Linked DNA regions of Sus scrofa: region 2 is linked to region 1. Evidence: chromatin contacts called from public promoter capture Hi-C data. All regions are on one chromosome and are shown on one strand. Each heading gives the region's core, a stretch centred on a gene start, on an enhancer-like site or on the middle of the called end of the contact. The rest is flanking DNA. Distances are from core to core; before and after follow the strand shown.

Evidence for each region. Promoter capture Hi-C pulls out the DNA fragments that hold promoters and counts their contacts.
Region 2: a promoter capture Hi-C map of liver shows a contact between it and region 1, with 4 times the contacts expected there. The contact joins the promoter of FGF1 here to the promoter of GNPDA1 in region 1. A contact is called at or near these places in 2 of 5 promoter capture datasets (fetal skeletal muscle and liver) and 4 of 47 Hi-C or Micro-C datasets (heart right ventricle, mesenteric adipose tissue, skeletal muscle and 1 more).

What each region holds. Positions count from the first base shown.
Region 1 is chr2:143,614,296-143,617,948 of Sscrofa11.1, forward strand. GNPDA1 (glucosamine-6-phosphate deaminase 1) reads right to left here and starts at 1,742. Exons shown (of 7, transcript NM_001244093.1): 1 at 1,697-1,742; 2 at 463-592. The coding sequence starts at 586. LOC106509594 (a long non-coding RNA gene) reads left to right here. Exons shown (of 3, transcript XR_002341961.1): 2 at 1,071-1,154.
Region 2 is chr2:144,239,432-144,243,084 of Sscrofa11.1, forward strand. FGF1 (fibroblast growth factor 1) reads right to left here and starts at 1,914. Exons shown (of 6, transcript XR_002341962.1): 1 at 1,484-1,914.

The DNA.
Region 1 (3,653 bases), core at 492-2,991:
TCACTTAGGTCCTGTGTTGAGTGAAGCCTCACATGAGATGCTTTAAATGACCCTCTTCTCAATTCTCCCAAGGGTGATGCTGAGGTGCGCTCTAGAGCCAGAGCAGGGCAATTGATTCATTACAGAAAATGTGTGCCTGAGGGTATTAGGATTTCATTTTGTTCAGGAAACTTGGCTGAACAAAGGCAACACCCGGATATGGCCTAAAAATCAAAAAGCTTTTCCTGCCCAACCAAGATCCCTTCTACTCCAGGACCCTTCAGAACCAGGCAGCAACACAACCAACCCAGAGAGAAAGCTGGCTCCCCTGTCTTGTATGTCCGGAGGACAGGCAAGTTGATCACTCGTAGGGCCAGCGCCTCAGAGCCCTCCTTAAAGACCTCTGGTTGACGAAGCCTACTTATCTGGCCCCTGAAAAGCCCCTGATGCCCACGCCCACCCCTTCCCCATCCAGTAACGCACCGGTGGGGAGCCCCAGCGTGAAGTACTTGTCTGGCCCTGGGTTAAACTGGATGATGCGGTTCCTGATGTATTTGGCCGCCCACTCACTGGCCTGGGAGTAGTGGTCCAGGATGATGAGCTTCATCTTGTTCTGCAGAGGCAGGTGGCAAAAGATAAGGGGCAGGGAGAAGGGGGTGGAGGTGGTTAGGTGGAGGGGAGAAGGTCCTGGCACCCAGCAGCGCCCTCTCTCCACGCGGTCCGAGCCAGGAAGAGGAAGACGCTTTCAGTTCAGGAGCATTAACAGGCTGGGCCAAATGCCTCCACCACCCACTCCGAGGTGCTGCTTTGAGAGGGCTGCACCCTCAGCACATGGAGGTTCCCAGGCTAGGGGTCTAACTGGAACTATAGTAGCCGCCGGCCTAAACCACAGCCACAGCAACAAGGGATCCAAGCCATGTCTGCGACCTACACCACAGTTCGGGGCAACGGCGGATCCTTAACCCACTGAGCGAGGCCAGAGATCGAACCCGCAACCTCATGGTTCCTTGTTGGATTCATTAACCACTGAGCCACAACAGGAACTCCAAGACCTGGTTTCCAATCTCTGTTCTTCCATTTATCAACTGCAGGACCTTGGTTAAAGGAGCAAAATTCTCTGAGCCCGTTTTCGAAATCTTACTGAAAAGAGCACCTACCTGACAAATTTCACGATAGTGAGTATTAGATGAGAAATTGCATGTAAACCACATAATATGTTGACAATTATCTTGTGGCTCGACCCAGGCCCCCTTCCCCGCCCCTCGACAGCCACCTGGCTGGATACTCTACCCGTGGACTCTTCCTCGATAAACAGAAGGGCCACGGGGTCACCCTGGATCACTCGGGCAGGTGGGGGCCCGGAGAGGGGTGCTCTTAGTACCACAGAGGGGTGTTCCCCCTGGCCTGCTTCGCTTTGCGGATCCCCAGTTCCCCCCAAAGAGCACAGGCTAAAGGTAATGGCTCAGGAAGGAGGGCGTTCGTTCCCCGCTGCCTGCGGTCAAATGAGAGTGGGAAGGCCCGCGGGGAGGTGGCCAGATCGGCGGGGTACAGGGGTATTCCCCCCCCCCCCCGCTGGCGAGCCCATTGCCCCCACCCCCCGGGGAAGGGGTCTGCGCGGATCGCTGGGGGTCCCGGCGCCAGGGCGCCAGAGGCTGGGGCAGTGCCTGGCCCCCCCCGCCCGCGGGGAGGGTCCCCGCGGACCCGGCTCCCCACTTACGCGGACGCCTCCCGCGGCGGCTGCGGCGACACGGCGCTGGCGGCCCCGCCCCGCGCAGGTCACGTGGCTGCAGGTCACGCGATGCCGCGCCCGCCCGCGGGCCGAGTCTGGGCCCGCGGTTCCCAGGAGGCCTGTGCCCGGCGGGCCGGGGGCCCTCCTCCCCGGCTCGGCTCAGGGGCCAGGGCCCAGGCAGAGCCTGGGGGGCGGGCCTTGGAGACTGCTTTGGGGGAGGACGGAGACTTGGGGGCCCCGGGTACCCCCGGGAGTGCAGCCCCGCAGGACCGGGGGCTGGGGCCGGGGTTTTAGGGCTGGGGCGGGGCGGGGCGGGGAAGGGGAGCAGATTGCTTCCTTTAGAGTTGGGCTTGGCTCTGCCTTCAGTTTATTTATTTATTTTTAGATGTCATTTATTTATCCAGATGTTACTGCTTTTTCGTTTTAAGTATAATTGGATTTTTTTCTGCTTTTTTTTAAAAAAATCAATCTTTGCAGCAGTATTACCTGGAGAATAAGGTAGCCCCTGGTCTCCTGCACTCCCCACTGCAAAATAATCATTGCTAAGGGTTGAGGCTACATCCTCAGCGGTTTTACATGAGTATCTTTGCATTGTATTTTACAGAAATGAGAACACACTATGTGTGCTGGTCGCAGTCAGCTGGCGGCCACATCCTGCAGGTCTGGTGGGTCGGCTCACCCCTCTTCCTGGGCCCCTTTGTGGCTCCAGACCAGCCTGAGAGAGTGGGCTTTGTCTGGTGAGACCATTACTTTTACAGTTCGAGGGACTCATTCTTTGGCCTCAGGTGTTGGTGGGGTGTGTGTGTGTGTGTAATTCAGTCAGAAATCTCATCTCAGCCTGAGGATTGCAGATTTTTGCAGTGACTCATTCTTTGGCCTCAGGTGTTGGTGGTGGGGTGGGTGGGTGTGTGTGTTTAGTTCAGTCAGAAATCTCATCTCAGCCTGGGGATTGCAGATTTTTGCAGTGAGGTTCCCACCCCTGACGCTTCAGATAGCACAGGTTGGGTCTGCAGCAGTTGGAGTCTTTCCAGAAAGTGACTTCATGTGACCTCAATTGGGCCTGGTTCCCAGTTACCCTTTCTGTAGGGAACCAATGCAGATGTCCGTTAAGCCTGGAGGCTCTGGGGTCAGCTTGGGGACTAAGAAAAACACCTGGGTTTGAATTCTGGTCTAGCCAGTATCCACTTCTCCAGTGAATGACTCAAGCAAAGGATTCACTTGCTCCAGCTCTCAATTTTCTTGTCTTGGAAATTAAGTACAAATTAAGTAATACTGACCTCCTGTGGCTATTGTGAGTATTAAATGAAACACTTCCATATCTGTGGTTCAGAATGCATACATTCAGCCAACCTTGGATGGAAAGTTTTTTCCAAATACTTTCCAAAGTTCCAAAAAAGCAAAGCTTGAATTTTCTGTGAGCCTGGCAACTGTTTACATAGCATTTACATTGAATTAGGTATTATAAGAAATCTAGGCGTTCCCGGTCGTGGCTCAGTGGTTAACGAATCCGACTAGGAACCATGAGGTTGTGAGTTCGATCCCTGGCCTCGCTCAGTGAGCTGTGGTGTAGGTTGCAGGTGCGGCTCGGATCCCGCGTTGCTGTGGCTCTGGTGTAGGCCGGTGGCTACAGCTCCGATTGGACCCCTAGCCTGGGAACCTCCATATGCCACGGGTGTGGCCCTAGAAAAGATAAAAAATAAATAAATAAATCTAGAGGTTATTTAACGTATTTGTCATCGTGGCTCAGTGGTTAATGAATCTGACTAGCATCCATGAAGATACGGGTTTGATCCTTGGCCTCACTCAGTGGGTTAAGGATCCGGTGTTGCCCTGAGCTGTGGTGTAGGTCACAAACTCGGCTTGGATCTGGTGTTGCTGTGGCTGTGGTGTAAGCCGACAGCTGTAGCTCCGATTGGACCCCTAGCCTGGGACCCTCATATGCCGT
Region 2 (3,653 bases), core at 664-3,163, 630 kb after region 1:
TCCCACTCTCAGGGTCCCTAGGAAAGACAGGCCATGGGGTCTGCCAGGCACCTGTTCAGTAGACAGTCACGTGCCCTATGAGACTTTCTGTCACTAAGACATTTTTGTGGACGGAAAGAGGGAGGAAGGAGGAGGAGTTATGTTGGAGGAGTTTTGGCTCTTCATCCAGACAGCCCACCAAAAACGCAGCAGAAAATGGTAAGCAGGGACCTCGGCAGTCCTGCAGCCAGCCCCCTCGATTGTCTTTGGGGACCCCCGCCCGTCATCACTCTCAGGGCATGTGCTTTGGGGTGGAGATGACCAGACCCCATGGCAGGGCTGGGTGCAGTACCCACACTGGCTCTGTGAAACGTGACCCTGAGAGTCTAGCTAGAACTGCAGGGAAGGGGAGCACCGTTCTTGAAGGGGGGCTGTGCCCCCAGGGTGCAGCCTGGAGCGGCTGGCCGCCACCCTGCCCCCAGGATAGGTGAGCCTCCCGGGGAACAGAATGACGCAGGGACACAGAGCCAACAAATGCAGAGAGACAGATTCAGGGTGCCATTGCCTAGGCACCTGGACCCCACCTTCCCAAACCCCTGGCCTTGCCAGTTGCCTAAGTCTCTTCCAACTGGATTTCAGTCCATTGTCCCTAAAAGAATCTTGACATAGTCAAGGAGGTACCTTGTTCCTACCAACATTTTATTGGTTTACCCTCAGCATAGCTATTTGTGGTCCCTAGTGAGGGGCGGTGCGTGTCTCGGAAAAACAGTGCATGTGCCCAAGTGATGGAGACTTTAGCCCGTATCCCAGAAGCGGTGCAGGCACCTGTCCCAGGCTTGGGAGGCAGAGACTAGAGAAGGAAGAAACCATGGCTCCACAAAATTTCTCCCTTCTTCTTTGTCCCTGGGCTCTGCTTTCAGAGCAGTTCTTCCCAAACCCTTGATGTATTCCTTCTTGTTCACAACCAAAGAAATGAATTCTTGGATCTGTTAAGAATATTTTGCAGGGTTCCAAGACATCAGGAAGAGATAGGGTAAGAGGCGGGGGAGGAAGCTCTGCAGACCACATTTGCATTTTCTCCTTTTTGCCCAATGACAAGGGTTCAGCTGGCATCCTTTTGTTTATTTCCTATTTGAGGCAGAGCTTTTCAAAGCTAGACATTAACGTGACTGTAATGGAATCTGTCTAATGGTTCTTCGGAGAAATGTCTTCTTGGATCTCAGCAAAGATAATTCACTTGGTAGGAACCCCTTCCTGCTTCCCTGCTAAGCATTAGACTCACCCAGTTCTTTCTGGAAGCAGGCTGGCCTCCGAGTGAGAGAGGAGAGTGCAGGAATGTTTTACCCCAGCATCCATCACATAGACTCACCCCCGCCACGGACTCAGATCAGGGAGGAGAAGAGGGAGAAGGGGCGTGTGGAGAGCATGCATGCTGAGCATAAGCCTGAAGCCAGGCAGAACGTCCACCGCAATCTGAGCCCCCTGGAGAAACAGGCGCACTCACCTTGGAGCTTTGGCTCTGGGGCGCTTTCTCTCTGGGGCGACGGCAGCTGCGACAGCCTACAAGGTCCACACTGTCCTAGCAGGTCCACTGCAGGCCAGCTGGGCTGCGGCAGGAGGAAGGGATTTCCCATCCTCCATCAGCAGGGAGTGTCCTTCACCAAAGGAGGCGATGCCCTTTTTCCCTGGAGTGCGGGCGGCTGGGTCTGCGGTCCTCTCTCTCCCGCTCCCTCACTGCTGTGACTGGGGCTCGAGGGGGCCCCAGAGAAGGGGCTGCCTGCAGACGGCAGCCCACGCCCGCCCTGATCCAGGTCGTTGGTTCCCCAGCCTTGGGGAGCCCCGAGAGGGAGGCAGGGGAGTGTATGGTGAGGCCACGCTCCCAGGGCCCTGACCAGGGTGGCTGGGGCACTCACAGAAAGTCCAAGGGCAAGTCCTTGTGCATTTATTTCTCCCCCCTCTCATGTGATTTTATTTTTGGACCAAACACAGAAGCTATTTGGGGGCTGGATAGATGCCAGATGAAAGGACAGATGTCCCATCCAAGCTGTCTCCGAGCCACTTTTGGAACCGGCCCGGTTACCTTTCCCTGTGCAAGGCGGAAGGGCAGCCAGAGGGTCTTTCTCCCCAGGTCACTTTTAGTATATCCGAGCAGCTAGTTCAGATTCCTAACTTTATTTCCACCAGCTCATCCCCACCCTTTGAGGATTCAGGAAGGATATGTGTCATGAGCAAAGTCACTGCTTTGTACTGCATTCCTACCGTCAACACACTTCTGGCTGCAGACATAAGAGCCCCTCTTAGCAACCTCGGGCGGGGGGTGTGAGCATGTGACGAGTCAGGCTCGAACCCTGAATCACAGAGATGCTGGCTGTTTCCCCTGGCTGTTTCTGCTTTTAACTCCTAAGCTTGTAAAACTTTAAATATTTAAGGAACTTGGATTTTCACCTCTGATCCTTCCTCTCCAGACCTGCCTGGGAAGCTGGGAAGCCCTCCTGCCTGACAAAATGCCACCTGCCCATCCTCCTCTTCGCGCCATCAGCATGGTTGTTTCTAGAGCCCTGACAGCTCTGCCAGAGGGGCAGAGGCCAGGGAGGGTGAGCTCGCAGAGCGGCAGCTTGCTGCCACTTTGCTCCCTGTCTCCTGAAGCTATAAATTATTGAGACTTCACTGTTGTTTTCATTTCTTTAAGAAGAAAAACAAAAACGTCCATGGTTGATTCATACCCATGACGTCACTCTTCAATTTCTTCCCCCAAACACAGTTTCTTGAAGGGGAAAAAGAATAAGGGTTTTCATCTGTGTCCAGTCCCAGGCCCTGATTCTTGGTACAGGATGGAGAGTCTCTGGCCTCCAGTCTCCATGAAGCCAGTTTCCTATGAATAATTCACTGTGCAAACACACACACCAGAGAAGACTGGGCTGGGCCGCCCAGGCTGGGCTCGCCACTGCCTCCAGGGGAAATTGCCCTTTCTGTCTACTGCCCTGGGGAGGAGCCAGGGAGATGGAGCCTAACAGCTTGTCCAACACTGCCCTCTGCTGGCCACTAGCATGATTCGCCCCAGGATGGTGGTTTTCAAGACTTTCCAATGGGCACCCGGGGTGGGGGGGGTTATTTTTAGAGAACCACTTTCCAGGTTCCCCGTTTCTTTAGGTACTTTTTCATAAAACTGGCTTGCCTGAGAACATGCCTGTGTTCCTAATAATCCTTCCCCTACTGGAAAGCATCCCCCTCACTCTTCACAAACCTAAGGAACCTTTGCCTCAAATATAGAAACCTCTAAGTTCACATTCTCAAACTGGAAGCTTCCTTTAATAATTGAATTCAGCTTCCCTCAATAACTAAGGCAGTTTTTATTTAACAACTTTGTCTCTTCTGTCCCTTGAATTTGAGGGAGAGCACTGTGAAAGCAAACTGTAGAGGATATTAGAGGCAGTAATGATGGGAGTTCCTCTCATGGCACAACAGAAACAAATCTGACCAGCATCCACAAGGACGCAGGTTCGATCCCTGGCCTCACTCAGTGGCTTAAGGATCTGACGTTGCTGTCAGCTGTGGTGTAGGTCGCAGATGCAGCTCGGATCCCACGTTGTTGTGGCTGTGGTGCAGGCCGGCAGCTACAGCTCTGATTCGACACCTAGCCTGGGAACCTCCATATGCTGTGGGTGAGGCCCTAA